Regions from separate parts of the Mus musculus genome. Here region 1 is linked to region 2. Evidence: chromatin contacts called from public Hi-C data. All regions are on one chromosome and are shown on one strand. The core of a region is the stretch at or near the end of the contact, and the rest is flanking DNA. Distances in the headings are between cores, read along the strand shown.

Region 1 (5,956 bases), core at 640-3,139, 370 kb after region 2:
CTGACATTCTCCTCCACCCTCACCCTTTCTGGGAACAGAGATTCCTTGCTTAAAAGAAACAGGAGAATCAGAGGTGAGCATTTCCTCTCAGTGGAATCACTGCTCAAATGATTTAGTTTTAAATTTGCTTTCATGGACACTGAAATGTAAATCGATTCCAAAGATAAAAGCATAAATAAAATAAGAATCACTGGAATGTGCAACAGATAAAGATCTCCATGCAAGCCACATGGCTTTCAAACAAAAACAAATGTTGAAGCCAGACAGGGTCCCAGTACTGAGAGGGGGAAGTGGACACAGGGTCCCACCCCCAACCAAGAAGTTACAGCAATGGATACCTGCTGGTGGAGGAAAAAAAAAATCACTTTTCTCCGGTGGAATCCCACTGGGTTTATCTGTGTTACAGCTCTAAGGGTTAAAGCTTCCCCAGAGGAAGTGTTACATCTCTGAGGAAGGAGGTTTTCCCAATGCAGGTGGTACAGTTCTGAAGGCAAAGATATCCTGGTAGTCGATTGGGAGCCAGGAAATACCAGAGTCGTACTGTACAAGCAACCTCACACATGAGACTTGATGGAAGGGGGAAAACTCAGAAGGGTGACTGCCTCTGCTTGGGTGAGAACAGAAGACAGGATTTATATAGGGTTTCTTGGAAGTGAAGATTATTGGGATTTCAAGCTCTGAGCTTGGACTTTTTACTCTGGAGGGTGGAGCTTGGCTGCCTGTCTCTGGAGGGAGGGGACCTGGCCTCTGAAGCCTTTAGAATGTCTTATACATGGAGTCTCCTGGTTGGAGGTACTCAGGGGTGGGTCTTGCACACTCTCATCTCAAGGGGCTTGCAATATCAACCATACTTCGAATGTCCAGGAGTATTGGTCATGACAAAGGAATGTAAGTTGGTAAAGTTTAAGAATGCCTGTTTGGGGTGAGGGACATAGATGGGAGGCTTTGGAGGAGGAAAGGGAAGAAACAAATGTTGTAATTAAATTATAAATGTGAAGATAAACAATAGAACATATACCCCAATTAGGAACACAGTTAAGACTAAAATCACTCCTCCCCAAATCTCTGCTGTAGGTCATGCTGGTTTACCACTAATAGTATATGCTAAGTCTGTGATGATTATTTGGCTACCATGTTTGATATTGGATAGCATATCCTGGGAACTTACATTTGAAAGTTGACATACAATGAGGAATGTAGAATGCTTTAGAATCTCGTATAAGTGTTTTGAAGACTGGAATGTAGCTGGGGATATAGCTTAGTTGGTAGATTGTTTGGCTACCATATATGAAGCCCATGCATGGTTTGATCCCATCACTGCATAAAGATGGTGTGGTGGTGCTCACCATGTAACCTCAGTACTGGGGAGATAGTGTCAAGAGGATAAGAAATTCAAGCTCACCTTCAGCTACGTAGAGTTAGGTAGGGTTAGGACTGGGTTAGGGTTAGGTTCAAGGCCAACCTGAGCTGGACACGCTGTCTCAAGAAATAAAAAATAAATAAAAACTGAACTATTATGAATAACAACCAAGCTTTTCATAAAAATGAACATTAAATATATTCCACACTTTTTCATGTAAAATACAGAAGAGGTAGCTGAGACAGGGGGAAATGTGTTATATGTGCATTTCTGATTATTGCCTCATGAAATTAAAGTACTACATAGAAGAAGTAGAAGAAGAAGGAGGAGGAGGAGGAGGAGGAGGAGGGACAGGAGGGAGAGGGGGGAGAGGAGAAGGGGAGAGAGAGAGAGAGAGAGAGAGAGAGAGAGAGAGAGAGAGAGAGAGAGAGAGAGAGAGAGAAAGTCAAAATTTCCTATGACTGCAGATGCCTTTAGAAACTATATGGTCCTAGCGCCATCTGGAGGATCAGTGAGAATATGTTCAGAAGCCAATGGCAGAAATGAGCAGATAAACAGTCTCCCAACATTTGCACTATATGACTCTCCTGGCCTCCAAACAGTTCCCAAATAAGGGCTCCAATGATACCAACAGTCCAAAACTTCAACTTCTTCACTTCAAAAACAGGTTTAAACCTGAACCAAGAATGTCAAACAGGATCTGTTGTATATATATTTTTTAAACAAAACAAAATTCAGAATGCAATTTTTGTTTCTTGTCTGAGAGGAAAGAATTGTACAGGGCTTGGTAGGAGTACTAACATTCTGCAGCCCTTTTCAAGAAACATATAACTATAAAATGCCAATACTCCTCAGATTTTAATGTGTGTGCCAGAATTAAGATTCTTTTTTAAAATGTAGGTGCTAACTCAATGGTTCCAGGGTCAAATGTCAAGAGTCAGCAGTTCTGAAAAGTTTTCCCTTGCTGCTTGTCCTAGGAGAGATTAAACCAAAGTTTTAGTGCTTTAATCCACAATACATGGACTGGTAGACTCCCTCATGATCTTGTTTGAAAGAGAATCAAATCAACTACTGTGAAGCAGCAAACAATGAGATACTCATCAGGGCCTCTGGTCTGCAGGAAAATGCCTTCAAGGTTTAAGATCAGTGACATATTATCCTCAATCCTTTGAAAAAAGAAGTTATCTTTCAGGCTTAACATGTCCTTGTAAATGAATGTAGTTCATAATTCTGTACATATGTTGCTGGCTTGGTTTTCTAGAATGTGCTAAGAGTTTGGAGTCCCTGCTCATGAAACATACTGCTCTTTGAGTGAATATAAATGTTTCTTTCGAGTGCTTTGAATTGGCCTGACATGTACAAACACTGGTTTCTGAATGTTTGGTAGAATCCACAGGCAAAGGAATTGGAACCTCAACTATGATATTTTTCTTGGATGTTTATATCTAAGTTTCTATAATTGCTGTTCATTTTATTTGGATTATGTATATTTCCTTTGCTCAGTTTCGATACTTGGGTACTTTTTTGAAACTTGCCCATTTTCTTTAAGGCATCTATTACTGACTTACACCATTTCCTTAACTAGCCATGCAAAACTTAAGGATGGGTACCTTCTACAATATACATTGTTAGGTGATTGTGTTGGGTGGGCAAGTGTCACAACCTAAGTCTATGTTAGTATATTCAGTGGAACCACACCTGGGCTACCTGTAATTTATCCAGATTTGCTTTGCCATATTGCTCTTATCATATTTGTTCTGACAAAGAATTTTTTCCCACTATTAGCCTATGTAGAGTTTCCCAAATTCTTGGTCAACTTTCCATCAGCAATCACAGATTCACCACAGGCGTTCACATCATATAATGAATACAATTCTTCACTCATTTGAATACCTAGAGCCAGTAATGTATTCGACCCTGTGATGGTGTCCAGTATTTTCTCTTGGCCTTGGAGCATATTTCCAGGGGCAATATGTTATTAGTGTTCATTAACAGCCAGACTGTACAGTTCTAATTCATATTCCAAGGAAGGGCAACATGGAGAAAAACACTAGAAACAGGTCTTCATCATCATTTGCTAGTATAAAATGTTATTGAATTTGGTAGCATATTATGTCTAGTTAGAATATTCTTCCCCAATGCTACACAACTACATGGTAACTCCATTTAAACACCTTTAAATATATCTACATATTTTATGAAACTTCTACAGTTGTAAATTTCCACATAGCTTTTGCAAATGGCTTTTTGTGTTGTTATCCCTCCCTATTTCTCCTCCTCTGCCCTATCCTCCCATCCCCCACCCTATTTAATCCTCCTGTAATTGGTATTCCTGGATGTCAACTTGACTATATCTGGAATGAACTACAATCCAGAATTGGAAGGCACACCTGTGATCCAGACCTTGAGGCTGGAAGACACAAGTTTCTGACCTGGATCTTGATATGGAGATCTTGAGGCATAGTGGCCATGAAAATCTTAAGCCCAGGCAAGGTAGTGAACTCCTTTAATTCTAGGAGACCAAGGCAAGGAGATCTCTGAGTTCAAGGTCAGCCTGGTACAAAGCAAGTACCAGATCCAAGCATGGTGCCACATACCTTTAATCTGGGCCACACCTTCTGCTTGAGACATACATAAGGATATTGGAAGACAGAAGATTCATTCTTCTTTGACTGCTTGCACTTTCTTGCCAGCACATGTTGGAATCTACTTCTACAGAAAACCAGCTGAAACAACTAGCTTCATGGGACTGAACAACTACTAGATTCTTGGACTTCCCATTCACAGCTGCTCATTGTTGGGTTAGTTGGACTACAGACTGTAAGTCATCATAATAAATCCCCTCAATATAGAGAGACATTCCATATGTTCTGTGACTGCAGAAAACCCTGACTATTACACCTTCTAGGAATTCATGTTGGACAGAAGAGGGAGTGGGAAGACTGTAAAAACTAGAGGTGGTAGCTGGCCTTAATGAAGTATAGTTTTCTAGACACAACAGAGCTGATGTGTATACATGAACTCACAGAGACTGTGAGAGCATTCCCAAAACCTGCATAAGCTCAAGTCAAACAATATCCCAGAATGGGCCTGAATTTCTACCCCTAGACAAGAAGCTATTGACCATTAAACAGACAGATAGAGATACAGAGAGAGAGAGAGAGAGAGAGAGAGAGAGAGAGAGAGAGAGAGAGAGAGAGAGGGAGATGGAGACAAAGAGAGAGAGGGAAACAGAGAGATACAGAGACAGAGACAGAGACAGAGACAGAGACAGAGAGAATAAAGTTGGGTAGGAGTAGGCAGTAGGAGAAAGACCTGGAAAGAGTTGAGGGAGGGGAATGAAACATTATCTGAAATTCTCAAAGAAACATTATTAAAGAAAAAAGTTATGAAATTCTTTGGGGATCATATCATCTGGATATCAATAGCTCATTAATATTTCTCAGAAGTCTGGTAGTTTATGATATTACTGTATAGTCTGAAGGTCTTTGAAAAATATCAAATTCTGTCACAGAAAGTGACTCTGAAATGTTTGACCTGGATAGATCTTGGAGTCAGGGTTGCTAATTAGGACAGATGCTTCAATTAGAAAAGCAATTTCAGGACATTCTGTTTAGGGATCACTCCTGTGCGGTTCTGACCTCACTGGACCATATGCTACATGAAGGAGAGAAAGCTGCTGTTTGCATTGCATGTATCTGCAAAGCCAAATCCTAGGATGGTTTCAGAAGGATGATGGGAATTACAAGAGAGAAATTGGGCCAGAAGGCACATGTGTTTGTCTTCACTTGGTTCTTATATCTAATCATGCAACTTTCTACATTGACACTTCCATAGAACACCTTGTTGAAGCATACTTACTGTGCACATGTATGTGTGTAGACAGTGGCAAAGAACAAATCAGGAAAAGGTGCCACAGAACTACTTAAGAGAAGTAGTTTCTTGCATGGGAATTGGTATATTGGGGCCTTCATGTAGGAAAAGGAATCTTTTTCAGGATCTTAACTTTCAACCCTCAGGATAGACTAACTGAAATATATACGGCATGAGAATACCAAGATTTCAAAAACTACTTAATTCCCTAAGCCGAGACTTTTTGCAAAGTAGCTTGAAAAGCAATTATCTAATGTTTTGCTTTCCTTTTGAGGATGAAAAAACTGGAATGCAGAAAAGGCATGATTACAGAGACTAGAACAACAGTTTTCTAGACACCCCTGAGTCTACCATCTTAAAACCATGCATTTTTACTTAGACTAAATAGTTGCACATATGTTATCATCTTATAGATTATCTCAAGTTTTGAGATAAGGACCATGTAACTTAGGAACTTCTTTTTAAAGAATCCATTGCATCTTTAAGAGCAATCATTTTAGTAATGAGAGATTATAAGATGAAACATTAAGAATCTTGTTTATATAGCTAATGAGTGGAGTTTTGGACCAGGCCATCGTTTTCATATGGAAAAGCTTAAGATTTACATAGGCATCCTCTAGATGGACATCATCCTTTCCTCAGCTTTCTCATTTCCATTAGCAGATGAACCAACACAGGATGACACATGCACGCAACTAACAAAAGATAAAGTTTTGATTACTT
Region 2 (5,727 bases), core at 457-2,956:
CTCTGTCTTCTGAAGCTAGAATTACTGCTGTTTGCCACGCCCCTGCCATTTGCAGAGGTGCCGAGGGAGGGTCTGAACTTCAGTCCTCATACTCGTGTGCCAAGGTTTGTTTCTGTTTGTTTGTTTTTTTTAATCACTGAGCTATTTGCCTATCCCGATTAGAATTACTTACATTAACATTAATAATTAACAAAAATGACACTTCATTGGGAATTCTGAGCTAACGCTCTCACTTATTTGAATTAAATCTCTAGATTTGTGGGTTGCAATGTGAAACAAACATATGTACATGCAATGAGACAATTCCTAGATTTGAAAGTACCTGACCAACTGTAGGTAGCCATCTTGAAAGTTATTCTTTTCTCTGCCCTTGACCACGGGGGCCCATGGATTGTTTGACACAAAAGTAGCATCAGAACCAGCCTCTCAGATATCAGGGCCTCAACGCAAGCCAGAATCTTTGTGAGATAGTGTTGTCTCATGCATCTTACATTTGGGTCAACTGGTCTAAGTTAAGGACCCTAGTTGAAAGTTGTGTGCCAGTCCTGATTCTCTGTCAGCTAACTCTTAATCCCTCCTAGCTTCTGGCCCAATTTCTCTTAGTAAAATCATAGTATCAGGCTATCTGAGGTAAACACTACCCTTGTACGAAGCATAATGTAATCTTCCCTTTCATACTTCACACTTCCTAACGATAAGAAGCTGAAGAGGGTGGGGAGAAGCCCGGTAGCAGTGACCATTAGGGGCAGGGGGCAGGGGGCAGGGGGCAGGGGGCAGGGGGCAGGGGGCAGGGGGCAGGGGGCAGGGGGCAGGGGGCAGGGGGCAGGGGCAGGGGCAGAGGCAGAGGCAGAGGCAGAGGCAGGGGGATCTCTGAATTTAAGACCACCCTGGTCTGCAGAGTGCAGGACATTGGGGCTACACAGAGAAACCCTGTCTCCACCAAACAAACTGAAAAAAACAATGAGGAAAAAATGGGGAAGGAGAGGGGAGGAGGGAGGGAAGTGGAGAGGAGGCTTTGAAGCTAAGCACACTCGCTGCTCTTGCACAGGATTTGGATTTACTTCCAGCATCCGTATTAAGTGGCTCACGACTGTCTGTGATTACATTTCCAGGGAATCCTCTTATGACCTTTATAGGAACATACACATACATGATGCACATAAACACATACACACAAAGTCAGGCACACACTTATACACATGATATGGGAATTTTTTTTAAAGACTGATCAGAGAACAAGTAAAGAAAATAAACATGCTAGCTTCAGTAAATTACTTGGCCTATTGTGTTGCACAATTGTAACTTTTTTTTTTTTTGTCTAACGGTTTGAACAAAGAACTATAAGAAGTGCTTGGGAAAAAGTATGTGCTTGAACATTTAATGTTTTGAAGCGTTAGGAATATAGCTTCCTGCTGAGCGAGTCATTTTTTGAGTGGGAAAAGAGAGCCACTCACCAGGTTCTCCACCGCTCGTTTAGTTATCTGCTATTTTTAGTTCCAGGCTTGCCTATTTCAGATGGAGGGCTAATAATGAACGCGCTGCGTGCCGCGCATTCCCAAGTCTAAAACGATAACGATGCAGCTTGTCTGAACGTTCCAAGAGTGTTGTGAATAAGAAAGAAAGAAACCTTCCCGCTCCACGGTGTAGCTAACTGCTTTCATTTCACCAGGCAGTAGCAGGGTGCAGGCCCTCAGCTTTGGTATGAGACAGAGAGGGAAGAAGTGACTCTCACAAATTAGACTCAGTCCTACCATGGCTGAGCAATGCCTGCTTCTTTGGTTGGTAACTTAAATCGGAGAAGATGCTCGCCTTTAGCTTCTAAGATCTGGAGGAAGGACTGAAAACACACTCTCCTCATCTCAAGCACCTATCAAGTATAATTGGACAATTTGATGGACTTCTGAGAGTCAGTTCTTGCATCATTTGATGATAACAATGCCACTTGAGAAAGCTGTTCCAGGGACCAAATAGGAAGATGTTTACAAAACCAAGATCACCCAACTAAATAGGCAGCTGATTGATACCTGATTTCTCTTAGCAGAGGCAGGCAGTGGAATTTATAGGATCTGTGTTCCATCTTAGCAGTTTCTTGATCTTGCTAGCATCTGACAAGTTCTCTCTCCCCCTTTGTTTGTGATATGCCATCCTTGTTTTAATTTTCCTTCTCTACTTTCCACAGCCAACAGTCAGTTAGCAAATGTTCACTGAGCTCACAAATGAACTCAGTGAGACACTGAGAAAAATATAAAGAAGCCTGACCTAGCATCATCCACTGTATTCTCAGCAGGAGAGAGATAGAGGTAGGAGGATTAGAAGTGCAATGGCAGCCTGGTCAAGGTGAGGCCCTGTGGCAAAATATAGTAAAATATGCATACAAAGCCAACTGCATCTTTGGAAAGTAGTCCCAAGAATGTGAAGGCAGGGAAGTGCTTTGAGGAATGTCAAACCCAGCCAAATAGTCCAAGAATGAAGTGGCTAGTTTTATCTAGGGTCAAGAGGCAGCAAAAGCCCTTGCACTTGATGGGTGTGTCGCAAGGTGGATAGATTTGAGTTGTCTAGAGATATTTGGAAAGTTGGGGAGGATTGCCCCCTTCCCCAGACTGATTTTCCCTATTGTGCTCATAAGTACTTAGAGGAATACTGTCCCTTCCACTTCCAGCAATCATTCTCTTTGCAGGGCCTCATGGGATTTAGTCATCACCTGGAAGAATGACACAGCCCTCTCTCCTGATTCAGTTTTGACCCTTTCCTGGAGCCTGCTTCTTTTCAGATTTCTTTTTTTTTCCTTTTTTTATTAGATATTTTCTTCATTTGCATTTCAAATGCTATCCCCAAAGCCCCCTATACCCTCCTCCGCCCTGCTCCCCAACCCACCTACTCCTGCTTCCTGGCCCTGGCATTCCCCTGTACTGGGGCATATGATCTTCGCAAGACCAAGGGCCTCTCCTCCCATTGATGGCTTACTAGGCCATCCTCTGCTACATATGCAGCTAGAGACACAGCTCTGGGGGGTACTGGTTAGTTCATATTGTTGTTCCTCCTATAAGGTTACAGACCCCTTTAGCTCCTTGGGTACTTTCTCTAGTTCCTTCATTAGGGGCCCTGTATTCCATTCAATAGATGACTGTGAGCATCCATTTCTACATTTACCAGGCACTGGCATAGCCTTACAAGAGACAGCTATATCAGGGTCCTGTCAGCAAATTTTCTTTTTTATTTTCTTTTTTATTTATTAATTATTTTCTTCATTTACATTTCCAATGCTCTCCCAAAAGTCCCCCATACCTCTCCCACTCCCCTACCCACCCACTCCCACTTCTTGGCCCTGGCGTTCCCCTGTACTGAGGCATATAAAGTTTGCAAGGCCAATGGGCCTCTACGAGTGGTTATGACACTTGGGTCTGCTGTCATCTTCTTCATGTCTTTGTGTTTATATACAAACTCCCTCCTTCTCCAATTGAAACTCTAAAGGAAATTTGACTCCTAGCCCAGAAGTGATGTTAACTCTTCTAGCTTTGTTGGCTTGCTAGTTCTGTGCCAGCTGGAACACCTCTTTGCCTATTTCTATTCCCAATGTCTGCTCTACAAAGTTTTTTTTTTTTTTTCCTTCTTCTTCTTCCGCACTTTAAATGTTAGCAAAGCTTTTAACCTGCATGCTATGGATTGTTCTCTGGGTAGCATATTGTGCATAGTGTAGAACTGACCTTTATATTTATGGAGGCAAAACAAGAAACAAAGGAGCACTGGAATATTTAACTTAATGGTTCATATGATAGAGAAATCCACATGATGCTGCGATAAAGAATGTAAGGGTTAAGTGTTTCTATCATCTGAATGTTTGCATCCCTCTAAACTTACATGTTGGAATCAAACCCCTGATATGTTTCCATTAAGAGGTGGTGCTGTTCGGGGTGATGGCTGAGCTGGGCTCAATCCTTATTAAGAGGATCAGCATCTTTCTTAAAGAGGCTCCATAATCCCTTTTATCCTCCGTGGAATACAGACACACCACTTTGTTCAGGATAAAAAATAGGCCCCAATCTGCACCATGGACTTTTCCATACCTGGGACTGTGAGTAACATCACTTTTGCATAGTATAATAGTAAAAATAGTAATATAATGAAATAATAACAATAATAATAATGAATAACAACAATAATAGTATACATGTGGCATTTTATTAGAGATGCCTGAATATTCTAAGATAGGAATGTTAAGTGGTAGAGTGAGTCAGGAACCCATAGAACCAGTCATGTTTTAATTGTTTGCCTCCTCTTATACCTCTTGTCTCTCAATCTTCTTAATTTACCAAAACCAAGATGGAAGAATGTGCTTTGAAGACACACCTAGCTTCCAGTTCCAATTTGTGTCCCTATTTTCCAAACTCTGAAATCACACATATCTACCCAGACTCTGCCCTTGAGATTTCATCTGATTTTCACCTCTAGACTCTTGTCTTTTCCAGGAAGTCACATGTATCTCATAACATAGAGGCTTTACTGTGACAAGTTCATGTAACCCGACATGATGAGTTTCAAGTTCATGGTGCCACTGGGTGCATTTAGCAATTTCTTTTATTGTCCATCAGAATTTGTTTCTGGGTATACAGAGATTTTTTTAAATGTCTATTTATGATTAGAAAGACACTTGGTTTGTTTACATCTTTTGGTAGGTACAAATAAAGCTGTTGTAAATACTTACACAAATGTTTGGTTTTATGTTTTTATTGGGGAGGGGGTTCTGGGTGAACACATAAAAGAATAAGCACTACTAAATATTAAAGTAAATTTACATGGACCTAGTAAGCATTTATATAAGTTTATCAATTTCAACTTCCACTGGCAAAAGAGCAAAATGCAAGTTGTTCCGTGTTTATGCAAGCACTTGTTATTATCTGGTATTACATATCTGGTATTAGCACTTGGTATAATATAAATAATATAAATAAATATTATTTATTTTAAGCTTATTTTTATTATTTCTTACAGTTACATAGCAGAGTTTCATTATGCTTTATTTCCCTCTCAGTTTCAAGTGACTTGTTTCCTTACAAAGATGTTTGTGAAACTATATTCTTAACTTGTGCTCTGTAGCAGCTGTGATTATGAAACAGAAATCTCAGTGCCAGATGTGGGATATCACTTTCTTTTATAAGTTGTGGGTTAGGAAGGCTCTAGGGGACCTCCTAAAAGATACGAGCTTCTGCCATTCTTCTTCAATGCCCACCAGGACTTAGTGTGAAATCCACCAAATACCTCGATAACAAGTTACAGAGAAGTTAAGGTAGATCTAAACTGGAAACTTTCTCCCTAGCTTTTACAGTGCTGGAAAGTGCTATGTAACCTTCTGAGGGAGAAAAAGTACCAGTATTTTTACTTAGCCAGCTCTGAAACCTACCAAGCACAATGCCAGCCTGCCATGTAAGATGTGCACACTTGTTCAATAGTGGCTAACTGTTGATGGAGTAACCAACTACTCTATGAACTCCAGGCCACATGATACTATCTACAGGGAAGTCACAGGCTCTAGGAGGGAGCTGAGTCTTCCTGAAATAATGTCAAATTATCTTCTAAACATGTATTCTTAACATTGATCTAATTAATTAATTATTTGTTTGCTTATGCATGTGCATCCATGTGTGTGCATGTACACAAGTGCACGTTTGTGTTTTTGTGTATGTGTGTATGTGTGTGCATGTGTGTGTGTATGTGTGTATGTTTGCTATG

What was found. Hi-C and Micro-C count contacts between places; a contact is called where the count stands out from the background.
Region 1: a contact with region 2 is called in a Hi-C map of cortical neurons, with 2.2 times the contacts expected there. The contact joins two enhancer-like sites. A contact is called at or near these places in 5 of 484 Hi-C or Micro-C datasets (cortical neurons, embryonic stem cells and ventral hippocampal neurons).

Annotation. Positions count from the first base shown.
Region 1 is chr1:83,715,367-83,721,322 of GRCm38.p6, forward strand. No RefSeq gene overlaps it. Among named protein-coding and RNA genes, the nearest start is that of Sphkap, 310 kb to the left of the region's middle. Within about 2 kb of position 1,890, at least 3 of the 459 cell types and tissues checked have an H3K27ac peak or open chromatin away from gene starts, as enhancers often do. A contact at or near this core is called in cortical neurons, where this site is marked.
Region 2 is chr1:83,344,200-83,349,926 of GRCm38.p6, forward strand. All of the region lies in intron 3 of Sphkap (SPHK1 interactor, AKAP domain containing), which reads right to left. Among named protein-coding and RNA genes, the nearest start is that of Sphkap, 61 kb to the right of the region's middle. Within about 2 kb of position 1,707, at least 23 of the 459 cell types and tissues checked have an H3K27ac peak or open chromatin away from gene starts, as enhancers often do. A contact at or near this core is called in cortical neurons, where this site is marked.